3 separate regions of the Sus scrofa genome follow, and all the other regions are linked to region 3. The links are chromatin contacts, called in public HiChIP or PLAC-seq maps. All regions are on one chromosome and are shown on one strand. Each heading gives the region's core, a stretch centred on a gene start, on an enhancer-like site or on the middle of the called end of the contact. The rest is flanking DNA. Distances are from core to core; before and after follow the strand shown. Region 1 overlaps LPP (lipoma-preferred partner). Region 2 overlaps LPP (lipoma-preferred partner). Region 3 overlaps LPP (lipoma-preferred partner).

Region 1 (2,882 bases), core at 138-2,637, 250 kb before region 3:
CATGGAGGTTCCAAGGCTAGGGGTTGAATTGGAGCTGTAGCCACCGGCCTACACCAGAGCCACAGCAATGCGGGATCTGAGCCACGCCTGCAGCCTACACCACAGCTTACGGCAACACTGGATCCTTAACCCACTGAGCAAGGCCAGGGATTGAACCTGCAACCTCATGGTTCCTAGTCGGATTCGTTAACCTTTGAGCCACTGAAGGTCACAGGTCATATGATTCCATTTATATGAAAAGTCCATAATAGGAAAATTCATAGTCTATGAAGACAGAAAGTAGATTAGTGGTTGCTGGCAGGGGTGGGGTGGGGCATAGGGAGTGACTGCTAATGAGTATGGGATTCTTTTGGGGTCAGTGAAAATGTTAAGTTAGATTGTGGCAGTGGTTGCACAGCTCTGTGAATATACTAAAAACTGAATTGTAGATTTTAAATGGGTGAACTGTACGGTTTGTGAATCATATGTCAATAAAGCTGTTAAAAAATCAGTACCTTGCCTTTCGATCTACAATCTCTGAGGGTTGTTTCAGCAAATCGGATCATCTATAGTGCCAAATTTTTAACTCACCTGATTTTTTTTTTGGGCCAAGAAGTCATGTATACTTAACAATGGTGACCATTCAGAAGGAAAACTTGTTAATACAACCAGAGCCACTAGACTTGAAATTTATTTCTGCCCAACTTCATGCACAGTCTTTTCAGGAGCTTGAAAAATTTATACTTCCAGAAATGTTGATTAGTGAGATATCTGATAAGAAATAACAGGGTACTGACAGCCCTGATTGTATAAATAGGCGTTTGGGATTGTGTTCATGGTTTGCTTGTCAGTATAGGAGAAATGTGTGATTATGTTGAATGGTGGTTAATTTCCTTATCCACCCATTTTAAAAATAAAGATGTACGGCTGGGAGACAGGTGCCCAGGGAGAAGAGGAGCCCTGAAGCCTTGATAATGAACCCCAGAAAGAAACAGGTTCCTATTGAGGAGTTGGCATTTGAGTCTTGGCCCATGTCAGGCTGTCTGATGAGCTGGGGAACTGTAACTGGTGCCTTAAGATTTTCTATTTACTCTTGTTCTCTGTTTGTTTAGACAGCTTTCCCCCCTCCTCTTTCAAGATCACTGTCCTACCCTCTGTGACTGACTTACTGTGTCAACAGAGTTGGAAGAGCAGCCAGTGGTTGTGTGTAGAGGCTGGAGGAAAGCTGTGCTTTCTAGCTTTGTATGTGAGCAGTTCATATACAAACACTTCTCTTTGATTAAGTATCCAGTGAAACCAATTCACATGAACTCCAATTAAACTTTAATGAACAAGTGGGTGTATTAATATCAGCTGAGTAATGCAGGCAGCACAGATTCCAGTAAGTGAGTCACTTCTGAGCAGCTCATTCCCCATGCACGGTTAGAATTACTAGAAAGCTTCCAGCTATATTTGAGTGGATCTGGTCTGGGCCTTGTAATTCTAGCAATCCTCAGGGCTTGTTATTCATCTCGTGACAAAACCACAGTGATCCAGACCTCTGTTTTCAGAGCTAGGAATGGGGTTGGGGAGACTTTTTCAAATTGAGCAATTAGGCCTTTTCATGAAGGAGTGACCACATGGACTTTTATGTTGTTCTCCTTCTGTTTTTTCTTTTTTCTTTTTCTTTTTTTTTTTTTTTTTTTGGTGAGAGTTCTTTCTCCTTCAACCCAGGGACAATTGTAGGTGAAGGTCAAGGCAGTGAAAGTGGAATCTTCAGTTTTGAACTGAACGTAGTCCCCCCTAAGTCTCACGTCATCCCCTCCTGCTATTCTGCCTCAAGTTGGCAAGCCTCCGATAGTTATACCAGACACAGTGAGATGTGCTTGGCATGGTGAGCCTCTGAGGGCACAGACCCTGTTCCTTCAACTGTACCTATTTCCTAGGGAAGATTAAATGAGATAATGAGTATAATGCTCTTATGTTCATGGCTAGTACATAATGAGTTGTCCATAAACATTAGTTAATTCGTGCCAGTGGAGGAGTGATGGGAGATGGAGATGATTGTGACTTGACAGTGGAGGGACTAAGACTCTCCTAGATATTTGACTTACACTTAAAAATGTCTGTGATTACAGAGTGATAAAGATCAAGTGTGAATGAGCAGGGAGGATTCAGGGACCAAAGAGATTCCTGAGGTTGGCGGCACCTGAGAGGCTGCGTGATCCTGGCCTGTGGGTCAGGTAGAGGGTAGGGTGAGGGAAGGATTTGGAAAGGCAGTTTGAGAATGAATGAAGAAAGTGAGCGAAGGCAGAAGCCCCTGACATACGACGTGCAAGGTAGGGAATGTTTGGTGTGGTTAGATTGGATGATGTGTTGGGGCTGGAGGGGGCTCACTGAGGCTGAACCCAGCCTCTGCCTTAGCCCCCAAGCCTCAGTTCTTTGGTGTTCATCTAGAAACCAGTTGAAGGTAATGCAGTGGTCAGACAGCTGGAGATAAACACTAGGTTGGAGAATGGGCTTTAGGCCTGTTAGCTCAGTGGGCTTGTTAACACAGCATCCCTGAATCAGAGTTACCCTCTTCCTCTCAGATGACATCTGTGTGTGAGGACCGTAGTGGACAGAGCCTGTAAAATTCCTAACCTTGAAGGGCAGAGAGCTTGTGCTTCCTGCAGTCAGGTACCTCCCAGGACTGGGAGGAAGGGCCTGAATTGTACACTCCCAGTTCCTTCTCCAGACTTGATACTTAGATAAATCATCGCTTCTTCCCTGTGGACAAGGGAGTGGAGGAAGGCCAATCTGAAAAGGCTTAAAGCAAGATAGAAAAGAAATATTCTTTCACCCCCAGGTTTCTCACCCTCTACTCTCACAGTTTTTTTAGGGGCAATAGTGTTAAGCTGGAAGATAGGGCAGAGCTGTATTGT
Region 2 (2,972 bases), core at 114-2,613, 180 kb after region 3:
GAGAGGGAAAAAGTAGGAACCTTCTCATGTTTTATTCAGATGTTAACAAAGAAAATTGAGAAGTGTGTTTCCTTAAAATTGACACCATTTTTTTTTTATCCCAAACATTCTGGTAAGTGATAGCAGACAATTGTGCAAGATTTTTGAGAGAGGAATTTTTCCAGGAGCATAGTCCTGGTGGGAAATATTACTTAAAAGTAATGCGCTAATCACTTTCAAACTTGCATATTTCCACATACTGTGTGCATACATACAGTTATTAATAACTGTTCCCACGATGTCACTTCAGCACTCAGAGAGCTGTGTTGCTATGCAAGTGCCAGAGATGGAATCCATGCTGACTGCAGTTTAGCAATGAGCATTTTACAGACACGCAAGGGCGAAGATGGCCTGAGGTCTAAGACTCCATGCCTGGGTCTCCTTCTGAGCCCTGATGTAGCATCATGTGTCAAATATTCATGGCATCCATCTGCCCACTCTACTGAGAAGATAAATGGCACTGCCAGCATTGCCAAGAAGCTTAGATCCTCAAAATCTATCCACTCACATCCAGTACCGCATTCCATCTTGTGACTTTTGCATAGGAATTCCTTAGAATGTGATCTCTGGATTCAAGCTCCAGATACATAAATATTTTCTACTCAGTTGTGCACATTATTTGTATTAATATTCATAGAAATTTATTTTACAGTGATATATCTTATGGAATTCCTTACATTTATTGTTGTTTATAATTTTATTTATATAAAATATATGTAACACTTTGAGTAACCTAGTTGCTCCCCAGTAACACTTTGAGTCACCTCATTGCTTGCCCAAATTTTCTCTAACACACACACACACACACACACACACACACACACACACACACACACTGGTAGAACTAGGACTAGAATCCAATTTTTCTCACCACAAATCTGCTACTTATTCCACTCAAGTGTTTTTTTATTCTTTAAAAGAATAATAATATGTTATTTATTATTATTAACAAACCTGCAAATGAATATTGAATGTAACTCCAGTTTACAAAACAAATCAGTTCAGACCAGCTATGGTCAAACAGAAACCAGAGCCTGGCCTTCACCGATCCCAAGATTCTTCTGCAAAACCTAGTACTCTACATCCTGCTGCCATATTTTCCATTTTTAGAACATACAGATGTACAAATCCAAAGTATACCAGGTGTTTCAGACAGAAACAGAGTGGTTGTGCTGGTTCGAAGGATAATGGAGTTATCCTTGCTCTGGAATCATGTAGGAGTCATCTATGTGGGCTGCAGATTCCCACACAATACTTCCATTTACAATGAAACGTTACCTTATGTGGAGGGAGAAATTCTTTATGCTCAGGCAACAGCGCCTACTAGTGGAATGAAACTAATATTTGAAGTAGAAAGTGGAGAATGCTTTTGTGCAGCTGAAAGTGTGCTGTACTGAGAGCTTAAAGGCCTTAATTGAGGTGTCATTTCTGCTGTTAGCTTCCTGTAGGATCTTAATCAAGGCACTGCCTCTATCTGAGCCTTTGTGTTTTCCTCTCTAAAAGAAATTAGACGGGATGTTTTCTAAGTTTTCACATGCTCTTACATTTTAGGACTTTTAAAAGTCCTAAAATATGTTATGGGCATTTCAGCACCAAGTAGAAAAATCAAAACCCAGGAAGACTGATTGGCTTCCCTGGGACATAGTATCAAGCAAGAAGATCATCATCTCTGGGTCCAGCACCATGCATACAGGAAATGTGGTCCAGTTCAAAGATCTCTAGACATGGGGTCAAATGAACTGAACTTGATTTCCAACTTCTCCATTATCTACCTCTCAAGTCATGCACAAGGTTATTCCTAGGTTAACACATTTTCTAAAAGAGGATAATTGTCTTACGTGGCTTTTAGTTATTGTTAAGATTCAAATGAGAACATGGAAACGAAGTTTTATGTGAACTTGCAGGATTACTCAGTTTTCATCTATTAGAAATTTAAAAGAACTAATGTTATAATTTTCATTCTGCGCTTTTGGCAGTATCAGATGGGAAAACACATTTACTATTATAAGGCAACGTTAAATATAAGGTGCACTTGTTACTATTATAAGGAGAAGACTGTGGATTTGAAATACAATTCAGGAAAACCCAGTGTTAGGGTTGCTCTTAAATAACCAGAATATGTTTGGAGATTTCCCAGCAATAAAACTAAAAGCAACTGGGCAAATTTAAAGTTTTTTCAACTTTAAGTGGAGACTGAGGGAAACAGAAGTTCCCATGAGAGTTACCAAAGAGCACATTTTAATCATATGTCAAAAATCACCACAGTAGCAGTTACTAGTACTAGTAAACATTGTTTTTCCTGTTAACAGATCCATCATGAAACAAATTTTAAATATAGAAGAATAGATTAAAAATTAATAGCCAGATTATGAAAATGTCTATGTGTAAAAATTAACTCGAAATCTTGCTTTAGCCAAAACAGATACTAATATTCCTATTAGGGATGTTGTAAGGTTTGTGCAAGTTTCCTGTCAGGCCGGATGTTTTTTAAGGATTTTGGAATTCTAAAGTTAGAGGACAGGTTAAGTGGGCTTTAAGGCTGGACTGCCTGGCCCCTAATTGCAGCTTCAATAGTTAACTCTGTGGTCTTGGGCAAGTTACCTAATCTGCAGGCTGCCATTTCTTTAGCTATGATGAAGATAATGAGAGGACCTACGTCATCAGATTGTTGGAAGGATTACTTGAGGTAATATATTTAAATACTTAAAACAGTGCTTCGCAGATAATAAGTGCTGAATAAATCCTGATTATCATTGCTCTGGGGTCTACAAATTGTTTCAGGATCAGGATTGAATTTTCAGCACTGAATTCTATTAGTACCCATTGGTGAAAATAAATCTTACATAACTGCTTCAACGACACAGCTGCCTCTTTCCCTCACACTGACCACAATCTTTTCTTTTTTTTTTTTTTTTTTTTTTGCTTTTTACGGC
Region 3 (2,870 bases), core at 68-2,567:
GTTATACCTACATATATATTTGTCTTTTTTTCAGATTCTTTTCCCTTATAGGTTATTACAAAATTTTGAGTAGAGTACCTCTGCTGTACAGTAGGTCCTAGTTGGTTATCTGTTTTCTAAATAGTAGTGTGTATATGTTAATCCCCAACTCCCAGTTTATCCTCCGCTTCCCCTCTCGTAAACATAAGCTTGTTTTCTGTGTCTATGGGTCTATTTAACAGACTCTTTTCTAAATGGTGTTAAATACTGACATTGGGTCAGTAAAGGATATTCTGGCAACACATCAGGGGGACAAAGAAAACCTGATCTGGGGAGACCTGGGGAGCCTTTTGAGAGGTTGTCATCTCTAAACAGAATCTGAGAAGCCTGTGAGAGTTTTCTAGTTGATAACCTGGGGACAGTAGAGAGGGGTGAGTTTTTTGGGAGGAGGAAAGAAAATGAGCCACTGCACAAAGGTGAGACATAGGTAATCCATAGAGTTCAGTAAGGTGAGAGCAGGGGGGACAGCATGGGAAGTACACTGGGCCTGAAGGTCAGAGCTGTCAATGTGTGCCTTCATAGAATTAATTGTGTGTCTTACTATGAGGTCACAAAGGAGGATGAGGTCAGCTAGAGGATGTGATGTTTGAGTTTAGTCACAAAGGCTGTCTAGGAGGGGTTTTTTTTGTTTGTTTTTATTGAGGCAGTCTATAGTTAGTCCAGGCAGAAGGAACTACAGTTGTAGAAATACATGTGTTTAAAAGAATGGTGTTTTCAGCTAGGTAAGGAATTCGAAGGACTTAGAAGATAAGGTAAGTGAAACAGAGAAAGAATATAGCCAAACTATTACATTGTGAGAGTTGAAGAGCAGCTTATAAATGGATTCAAGCTGTATAAATGAATGTATAAATGAATTTGTACATTGCACTCTTCAGCCTGTAGACATTTGGGGGTGGGGAGGTGAGGAGTTTGAATGAAGACTGGAACATTGAAGATTTTAGAAAAGAAATTAGAAGTATGTTTTCGAAGATCACTCTGGATATACCTGAATTGGAGGATCCGTGGTTTTTAAATGAAAGTTAGGAGTGTGACATCTCTGTTGTTTAGTGTAGCTTATCTAATTAACATTTTATATAAAATTCTACCTGTCAATTACCCTTTCCAACAATGATCAATCATTTCTAATATTAGGAAATTGTAATTAAATATATGGCAATGGTAACCGATGTTCACTGAAAATTTACTATGTCACTTTCATGTATTAATTCACTTGATCCTTGTAATAGCCCAATGCCTCAGCCTATCATTTCCCCACATTTTACAGATCATGAGGCCACGGTCCAGAGAGTCGAAACTGAAACTAGCGAGTGGCAGAGCTGGTATTTGAGCCATGGCAGTCTAGCTCCTAAGCCTGATTATATGAATTGACAACTGAATACATAATCGAAATTACTAACAGTGATTGTGTTAGTGAGAAGGGATTTTGGGGCAGTTTTTTGTTAGTTTTTTACAGTTCAGTGATTCAGTGATTTTGCAACAATTACCCAAGTCTAATTTTAGAACATTTCTTCCATCCCAAAAAGAAATCTCATGCCCATTTGTAGTCACTCTCTATTCTCACCTCAACCCGATGCAACCTTGAATCTGTTTCAGTGTTAAATCAGTCTTTAAATGAATATGACTTCAGTTTAGTGACAATTTGTTTTGAATGGAAGCAATTTGATAGGCTTAGCAATTTAGGAGTGTAACATAGTTTGAACCTCTAATTTCTAACATCTGTTCAAAGTAGTGTTCTCTGTTCATAATTTAGGGCAGCGAAGGGTAGAAGTGCCAGCCCTGAGTCAGTCATTGGTCATAAGCACATGACTAAGACTGCTCCAGGCCCCACACTTGAGTTCCCCATTTGTCTTTCGGAGATGCTGGAACATAAATAGACACATTATTGAACAACATTGGAGAATGGAATTCTTCTAGAAATTTTGATGTATTTGTATTAAACTTCTTCCTGTTATAAACTATTGAATTGTTTATAAAACATCTAGTATGTATAAAGCATTTGAACTGCTTGGCATTTTGAGGATAAAATCCACATCAATTTTAAATGAAATAAAACTCCCCATCCAGAATAGAATAGTAATTGCCAGACATAAAATAGCCCAGCTGTGGAGTGACTTAAAGGACAATTGGTCTAAGGCAGAAAGTACCAGCTAGGATGCTGCTATGCAAATAATTGTAAGGCCTGAATTACTCTACCTATTTGGTAGCACATATATCTAAAATGGCTTAAAATAAAAATTGCAAATGTACCAGATTTGATCAATCTTAGCATTGCTTTTTCTTATTCTCCTAGTCCCAAGTTAAAAATAATATCCGCCTGCCTCATTTTCCTGTGTGCTAGTTAGTAAGGATTAACTAGAGTTCTCAACAGGAAAGCAAGATATAGTAGACGACATTGTATAGTGAGTGAGAGCCTGCTAGAGATAATTACATAGTCACTCCCACTATATTACCCCTCAAAGAAACTGAGCCTAATATTCTCATCCTAAGCAATTTAACCAACTTCTAAAAAAAAAAAAAGTATAAGATATTATTTAGAGAATGAAATAGCTACTGTATGTAATCAGGAGGGAGAATTATAGCAAATTATAATACTCATTTGATAAGTATATAAAGAGCTACTCTCAAAGCTTTGTACTATACCTCCTAGGTAATTGTTGAGTTGTGCTAACTGTCCTTAATAAAGGAGAAGAGATAAAGAACTGCTAAAAAAAATCAATTGTTACAGTTGTTCTTTAGGTTTTCCCCTCTGGGCATAGATTAAGTCTAATTTCATGCTCTGCAAGGATCAGGCACACATTTGGTCTTCAGATATTTAATAGTGGTGATTTCTT

What was found. HiChIP or PLAC-seq counts read pairs in DNA pulled down with a chosen protein or histone mark.
Region 1: a contact with region 3 is called in an H3K27ac HiChIP or PLAC-seq map of alveolar macrophages. The contact joins two enhancer-like sites. A contact is called at or near these places in 1 of 47 Hi-C or Micro-C datasets (embryonic fibroblasts) and 1 of 2 datasets of contacts at active chromatin or transcription factors (alveolar macrophages).
Region 2: a contact with region 3 is called in an H3K27ac HiChIP or PLAC-seq map of alveolar macrophages. The contact joins two enhancer-like sites. A contact is called at or near these places in 2 of 2 datasets of contacts at active chromatin or transcription factors (alveolar macrophages and skeletal muscle).

What each region holds. Positions count from the first base shown.
Region 1 is chr13:125,916,359-125,919,240 of Sscrofa11.1, forward strand. The region is part of intron 2 of LPP (lipoma-preferred partner); the gene reads left to right. Among named protein-coding and RNA genes, the nearest start is that of LPP, 140 kb to the left of the region's middle. Within about 2 kb of position 1,388, at least 23 of the 83 cell types and tissues checked have an H3K27ac peak or open chromatin away from gene starts, as enhancers often do. A contact at or near this core is called in alveolar macrophages, where this site is marked.
Region 2 is chr13:126,346,683-126,349,654 of Sscrofa11.1, forward strand. All of the region lies in intron 7 of LPP (lipoma-preferred partner), which reads left to right. Among named protein-coding and RNA genes, the nearest start is that of MIR28, 66 kb to the left of the region's middle. Within about 2 kb of position 1,364, at least 4 of the 83 cell types and tissues checked have an H3K27ac peak or open chromatin away from gene starts, as enhancers often do. A contact at or near this core is called in alveolar macrophages, where this site is marked.
Region 3 is chr13:126,162,329-126,165,198 of Sscrofa11.1, forward strand. The region is part of intron 5 of LPP (lipoma-preferred partner); the gene reads left to right. Among named protein-coding and RNA genes, the nearest start is that of MIR28, 120 kb to the right of the region's middle. Within about 2 kb of position 1,318, at least 3 of the 83 cell types and tissues checked have an H3K27ac peak or open chromatin away from gene starts, as enhancers often do. A contact at or near this core is called in alveolar macrophages, where this site is marked.